Linked DNA regions of Ovis aries: region 2 is linked to region 1. The links are chromatin contacts, called in public Hi-C maps. All regions are on one chromosome and are shown on one strand. The core of a region is the stretch at or near the end of the contact, and the rest is flanking DNA. Distances in the headings are between cores, read along the strand shown.

Region 1 (3,296 bases), core at 363-2,862:
GGCCACAGGTGATCTGCTGCCCATCTGATCCACTACAGCTTTCTGAATTCTGGCAAAACCATTACATCTGAGAAGTATGCTCAGCAAATTGATGAGATGCATGGAAAACTGCAGGGCCTGCAGCCAGCACTGGTCAACAGAAAAGGCCCAATTATTCTCCACGACAATGCGTGACTACACATAAATATTTTGCGTTACCCACCATATTCATCTGACCTCTTGCCAACTGGCTACCATTTTTTCAAGCTTCTTGACAACTTTTTGCAGGAAAAAGGCTTCCACAATCAGCAGTATGTAGAAAACGCTTTCTAAGAGTTTGTTCAATTCTGAAGCACGGATTTTTATGCTACAGAAATAAATAAACTTATTTCTCGTTGGGAAAAATGTATTGATTGTAATGGTTCCTATTTTGACTAATAAAGATGTGTTTGAGCCTAGTTATAATGATTTAAAACTCAGGGTCAGAAACTGCTATTGTTTTTCCATCAACCTAATACTACTAACCTTACAACAGAGTAAGGTGGAAAATATACTTACAGAAAAAGTGAAATGACAGTTAAGGAGTATTTTCAAGAAGCTCATCTTAGCCTAGGGAAGCAATTTTACTCTACTGTGTGCATTTTCAAAACTATTGTAATGCTCATGGCATTCGGTCCCATTACTTCGTGGCAAACAGAAGGGGAAAAATGAAAGCAGTGAGAGATTTTATTTGCTTGGGCTCCAAAATCACTTCAGACAGTGACTGCAGCCATGAAATTAAAAGACACTTGGAAGGAAAGCTATGATAAACCTAGACTGCGTATTGAAAAACAGAGAAATCACTTTGCTGATAAAGGTTCATGTAGTGAAAGCTATGGTTTTATAAGCAATCCTGTATGGATGTGAGTTGGTCCATAATGAAGGATGAGTGCTAAAGAACTGATGCTTTCAAATTGCGGTGCTAGAGGACTCTTGAGAGTCCCTTGGACAGTGAGGAGATCAAACCAGTCAGTCCTAAAGGAAATCAAACCTAAATATTTACTAAAAGGACTGATGCTGAAGCTGAAGCTCTGATACTTTGGCCACCTGATGTGAAGAGAGGAATCACTGGAAAAGACCCTAACACTGGGAAGGACTGAAAGCAAAGGGGGAAGGGGGCAGCAGAGGATGAGGTGGTTAGACAGCATCATCTAGCCAATGGACATGTTTGAGCAAACTCAGGGAGATGGTGGAGAACAAAGGAGCCTGGCGTGCTGCAGTCCGTGGGGTCACACAGAGTCGGACACAACTTAGCAATTGAACAACATCAACATCAACAACAAACTAATGTGAGTGCTCTGAGCATATTTAGGGTACACTGAGGTAAGCTATCACGTCCAGCAAGGTAGGTGAACTAAATGCATTTTCAGCTATGATACTGTCAATCCCAATGAGTTTATTGGGATAACTAACCTGTAGATTGAGCAAGATTTATATATGGAATACTTTTCCATATCAAAAGCAAAATTTTATAGTGGGATATTAAACTTTATAATGCCCCTGGATTTGCACGTTCATTTGGAACAGAAGTGACTGCTTTCAGGTAATGGATTTAAGAGAGGAAACATCATTTCAAGTTTGTTTAAGACTGCCATCTAGTGACTCCTTTCTCCCTACTGGATGCAGAATTCTCTGCGATCAAGTCAGTTTAGAGAGGGTCTATATTTAACTTTCCAGACTGGTTAACTCAGGTTTTCAATAGATAGCAGTCACCTTTTCCAGCTTGGATGTCATTCTTATGGTACCAGCTGTGCAGAAACTTATTGTCCTGCTTGGCAGCAGTAGAGAAAAAGTGAGGCACAGACATGAAGCAAAGTAAAAAACAGTCATCTATTATTCTTTGCTGACCTATGCAATCAGACATGACCCTCAAAACAAGACAAATGAACTCTTTTGTGGTGATGTAATCCCTAGAGCAGATGGATCGATGATGGAAACATGTAACCCCACCAAGGTTCATATTTAACATGAGTAGTGTGGCACTACTGCTCTGTGTGAAACTCTGCTCTGGCCAGTACAGCTGAAAGATTATGTCAGCAGCTGAACAGCACAGATTCTGAAATCAGAGTCCCACAGAAACACCTGCTGTAGACTAGACAGTCGCTGCGTGACCCAAAGTATTCCTTTGTGAATCAATATGAAATCAATGTCCCAGCATGATGTTAGGTGGAATCATGCTAATGGACAAGCAAACTAGCCAGGGAGACACAGCAAAGCGATCTCAGCTTTATGAGCTCATTAGCCAATTGGAACTGGGATGGTTTCAAGACACCTGGGTGGTTATGTCCACCTACCTGCATTACCCTGGAAGTTTCAATTGGATACAGTTCCTTCTGTGAGTCATAGATTATTTGTTTTAGTATGCATTGTTAAACAATTGTCATATTCCACGTTGAAATGGCTGCCTTCCAGATGGGGTATGAGGTGATTTTTTTGTGACAGAATTCACTGGAGTCCTAAAGTATGAATGAAGTATATGGGTTTTTGATAAAATTCCACCTGACAGCTCAATTGATCAAGACACTGATTTGATTTCAACAGTTCACAGAATTATAATTAAGCAGTTATGAATGGCACCCATGTTTATCTAGAAAACATCTAGTTTACTCATAAGTAAAATAAATCTTTAAAGAAGTCCCTTTATATTTATTTCAGTGGCTTTCCAAATACAAATGTGCAACCTTAATAAGTTAAGTTCCATATTCAGTGATTTCTTGAAACGTATTATAGAAACTTTAAAATATATAGTCAAAACAAAGAAGAAAATATTTAGCTTTATTTTGAAGCAACTATTTTATATATTGGGGAGATTATTTTCACAAGCATTTACATGTTAGGGTCAACAATAACTAATTTAATGTAATATGCAAATAGTCTGTATGAATTTAACCTTAATCCCCAAAGCTGTCTTAGCAAATATAAACTCTTTAATTTCCTAGGTTTATCAAAGCAAATCCCCTCAAATCACCTGTCAAATTCTACCTTCATCTAGCCACTGAAAAATGTACAGCAAAATGTAGCCTATTTGAAATGTAAAAGTAAGTATAAACATCAAGAATAGGTAATTTTTTGCACATGTCAATATCAGAAAAGAAAGAAATACAAAAATTTTAGGTTTCCCCATCTTATAAACTTGGTATGAGTTTCAAAGTCAACAAAAAAGACCAGTAAAAGGGAATTTTATGAAGAGGCTATTTCCTTTTTCAAGAGAGTTCAAAAAGAAGCTGATAGGAAAAAGAAAATGTCCCTGTAACTTATATAGTTGATCAAAAACAAAA
Region 2 (3,296 bases), core at 403-2,902, 460 kb before region 1:
AATACAGTTTATAAAAATTCGTCACAGAATATTTAAGTATCTCAGACAAGGCACTAAAAATGCATGTTATTCTATCAAATTGAAATGCTAATATCATAGTTCAATTTCATTCAATGTTTTGACAAAAATGTTTCTTCTTTTCAATTCTCCCCAATACAAAAACAGTTTCCTTCCCTTAACTTTAAATGCTTCACAGGAACAAAACAGACTTCGACCAGCTTTTCATGAGTCGTCCGGATCTTCGGTCACTGCCTCTCCCAGGACAGATAATGGCAGTGACAAACCTGGCTCTGGAAAGTAGTTCTGCTTTTATGAACAGAGCCCTTGTAATCAAGTCACAGGGTGAAAACACGACAGTCCGGCTTTTCCGTGCTGCTCCTCTGCCTAAACGTTCCTTTTCATTTTAGGAATGGCCATCAACTTTTGAGAAGAACCTTCAACAGTCTATAGCTGGCCTGCGCTCCCTCCCCCTACCAATCCGATATTTTATCCGATCAAAGCAGCCTTTGCCTCTTACTAAAAGAGTACTCGGAGTAAGAGTTGCCCACAAATGGAGGAGCCTCTTTTTCAAGGAAGTGGGAACGCTCAGATTTTGTTAAGCATTCGTAATGCGTTGCATTCTTTTTTCCATTTAAACCTCGTACTGATTCCAACTCTGACAGTGATTTGCGTAAATCCACTTAAGTCACTGTGCTTTTTAAATTCCTTTTTTTAAAGAAAGACACCTCTATCCCAACTCACAAAAGACGTATGTTAAGTATCGCTTATTTTTCTTAACTTGCTCTAAGTTTCACAATAGATCGATTGTTTCCTAAAGAAAAACTCACAATCAGCAGAAAATGCTCTCTCCAGATTTAGCTGATCGGCTAATGATGAAAAATTTAAGCGTTAACAGGAAATTTAGACGCCTCATTTAGGAGGGAGGCGGAAAGCTGAACCAGGGCGCCAGGCGGCTGTTTAAATATCTCAACTGGAACGCCATGGAAACGAGGGAATTCCCACTAGTCAGCAAGCAAGAAGGTTTTTGTAGGACCCCCCTTATTTTCGACAAATCCTAAGAAAGAAAGAAAAGGAAGACACAACTGTCAAGAGTTGAAAATTAATTTCTAACTGCTCTGAATTTGTGCCTAAGGAACAGGTTAGAAGACAAACGCAAAACGCGTGGTGTGCTCTCGGGCTAGAGCAGCACGGAGCTCACCCCTGGGGTGAAGAGGAGGGAAACGAGCAAGAGGGTCAGAGTCGGCTGCAAAGGAGCGGGAGATGCGGGCCCGGCGGCGAGAGGCGCTAGGCGGACTCGCTGGCAGCCCGGGCCAGGCCGAGTCCCCAGCCCCGTGCCGCCGTACCCCCGGCCCCCCAAGACAGAACGGCCCGTACCTGTCTGACCGGCCGTGATGCGCCGCAGAGCCCGAGCTGCCCACCCCTCTCCCGGCTCCGCGTCCATCGCCCCCAAGCCAGGAAGCCGCTGCGGCCTGCGGCTTCCCGCCAACGCCGCCCGCTCCTTCCTCCAGGGACACGGCGAGCTGGCTGAAGGCGTAGAGAAGCGAGCAGAAGCCGCAGGCCAGGCACAGCACCACGACGCGCAGGTAGCGCCGCATCGCGCTGGCCCAGCGCTGCTGCCGCCGCCGCCGTCACCGCGCCCGCCCGGGCGAACTGGAACCGAGGGAGCGGCACCGCGCAGCCGCGAGCGCAACAAGTTCCTCCTCCGCCACGGCCTCGCACCCGCCCCACTCCGCTCCCTTCCCACCACCTTCACCAGCGCGCCGACACCCCGCCCCGGCGTCCTGACCCCGCCTCCGCCGCGGGCCCCTCCCTGAGGGCTGGCGGCCCGACGCGCCGGCGCACTGAGCGCGAGGGCGGGGCGCGCCTGGTGGGCCGGGGTGTCCGGAGCTCTGGGAGCTGGGGACTGCCGGGCGAGCGACTCCCAAGCCCTGCAACTCCCAACTGCGCTGCAGAAGTGTGGCGAAAGGAGCGGGGCGTTGGAGGCAACTGACCCAATTTCAAATTATGGTTCTGCCACACGGTAGTTTGGGACGCTGAGCGACCTAAATTCTCTGAGCGGGTGTCTTTGTCTCTGAAATGGAGATGATATCCTCATCATAGAATGGTGATAAAGATTAAATTGCTTAACGCACGAAAAACGCCTTGTATTTAGAAGGCACTTGATTAAGCCGCTTTTCCGCTCCAACCTCATCCAGCAGTGACTTCCCTAGCCTCTCGTATTCTGTAATAGAGTTGGTTCGAGCCGTTCTCACGCAGATATCAAATGCAGATGCCTGATGCTGTTGAGGATGCATATTCCGCCTCCCATCGAGGTTGTAAGTTCCTGTAACTCTAAGCTCCAAGCTTTTACTCCTTTATGAACCAGCTCACAACTCACCATTTGCAATAATATCTCCCTAAAGAGAGCTTTCCAGTTCTTCTCCCTCTTCTTCAGCCCTATTTTCACGCCATTCATTTACTGAACATTTATAGATCATCACTTTGTGCCAAGCACTGTGAGTATCTTGGGGCACAAAAACCCCTAGTTGGGGCATGGGGGTGGGACAGTGAATATTTGTAAGTGCAATACAACCATACAGACGTTAGAATAGGTGAAGGTGAAGTCGCTCAGTCGTATCCGACTCTTTGCGACCCCGTGGACTGTAGCCTACCAGGCTTCTCCGTACATGGAATTCTCCAGGCAAGAATACTGGAGTGGGTTACCATTTCCTTCTCCAACCTACGGGCAGGGTCAGGAGATACTTCATAATGTCAAAATGAAACAGAGACCAGACTTGAAAATTCCTTGACCAGACAAAACCGGTCATACAAGCAAAGCTTAATTTAGCATATTTTGCAGGATAAGAGTTTAACTTGATCTGGGTCACTTCTTGCCTATACATCTGAAAATAATAAGCATAACTTAAATATTTAAGTCCCCAAAATCGGTATGAGGTAACCACTAACCAATTCCCTTTTAAGTAAATTCTCGCAGGGGATAGGCAAATAGATGAAGGGAGTCAATTGTATGGTGATGGTTGATAACTAGACTTATGGTAGTGATGACTTTGCAGAATATGTGGATTAAATTGCTTCAGTCCTGAGGGACTCTACGACCCCATGAATTATAGCCCACCTGGCTCCTCTGTTCATGGGATTCTCCAGGCAATATTGGAGTGGATTGCCAAGTCCTCCTCCAGGGGATCTTCCCAACCCAGGGATTGAACCTAGGTCTCTTAGGTCTCCTGCATTGGCAGGCAGGTTCTTTACTACTAGTGCAACCTATAATGCTATACACCTGTAACTTGTATAATAAA

The links. A called contact is a pair of places that touch in the nucleus more often than the background predicts.
Region 2: a Hi-C map of hypothalamus shows a contact between it and region 1, with 4 times the contacts expected there. The contact joins the promoter of GXYLT1 here to the enhancer-like site in region 1. A contact is called at or near these places in 4 of 16 Hi-C or Micro-C datasets (hypothalamus, liver, skin fibroblasts and 1 more).

The regions. Positions count from the first base shown.
Region 1 is chr3:144,367,932-144,371,227 of ARS-UI_Ramb_v3.0, reverse strand. All of the region lies in intron 2 of PRICKLE1 (prickle planar cell polarity protein 1), which reads right to left. Among named protein-coding and RNA genes, the nearest start is that of PRICKLE1, 20 kb to the right of the region's middle. Within about 2 kb of position 1,612, at least 8 of the 54 cell types and tissues checked have an H3K27ac peak or open chromatin away from gene starts, as enhancers often do. A contact at or near this core is called in hypothalamus, where this site is marked.
Region 2 is chr3:144,830,183-144,833,478 of ARS-UI_Ramb_v3.0, reverse strand. GXYLT1 (glucoside xylosyltransferase 1) reads right to left here and starts at 1,652. Exons shown (of 7, transcript XM_027967443.2): 1 at 1,375-1,652. The coding sequence starts at 1,595.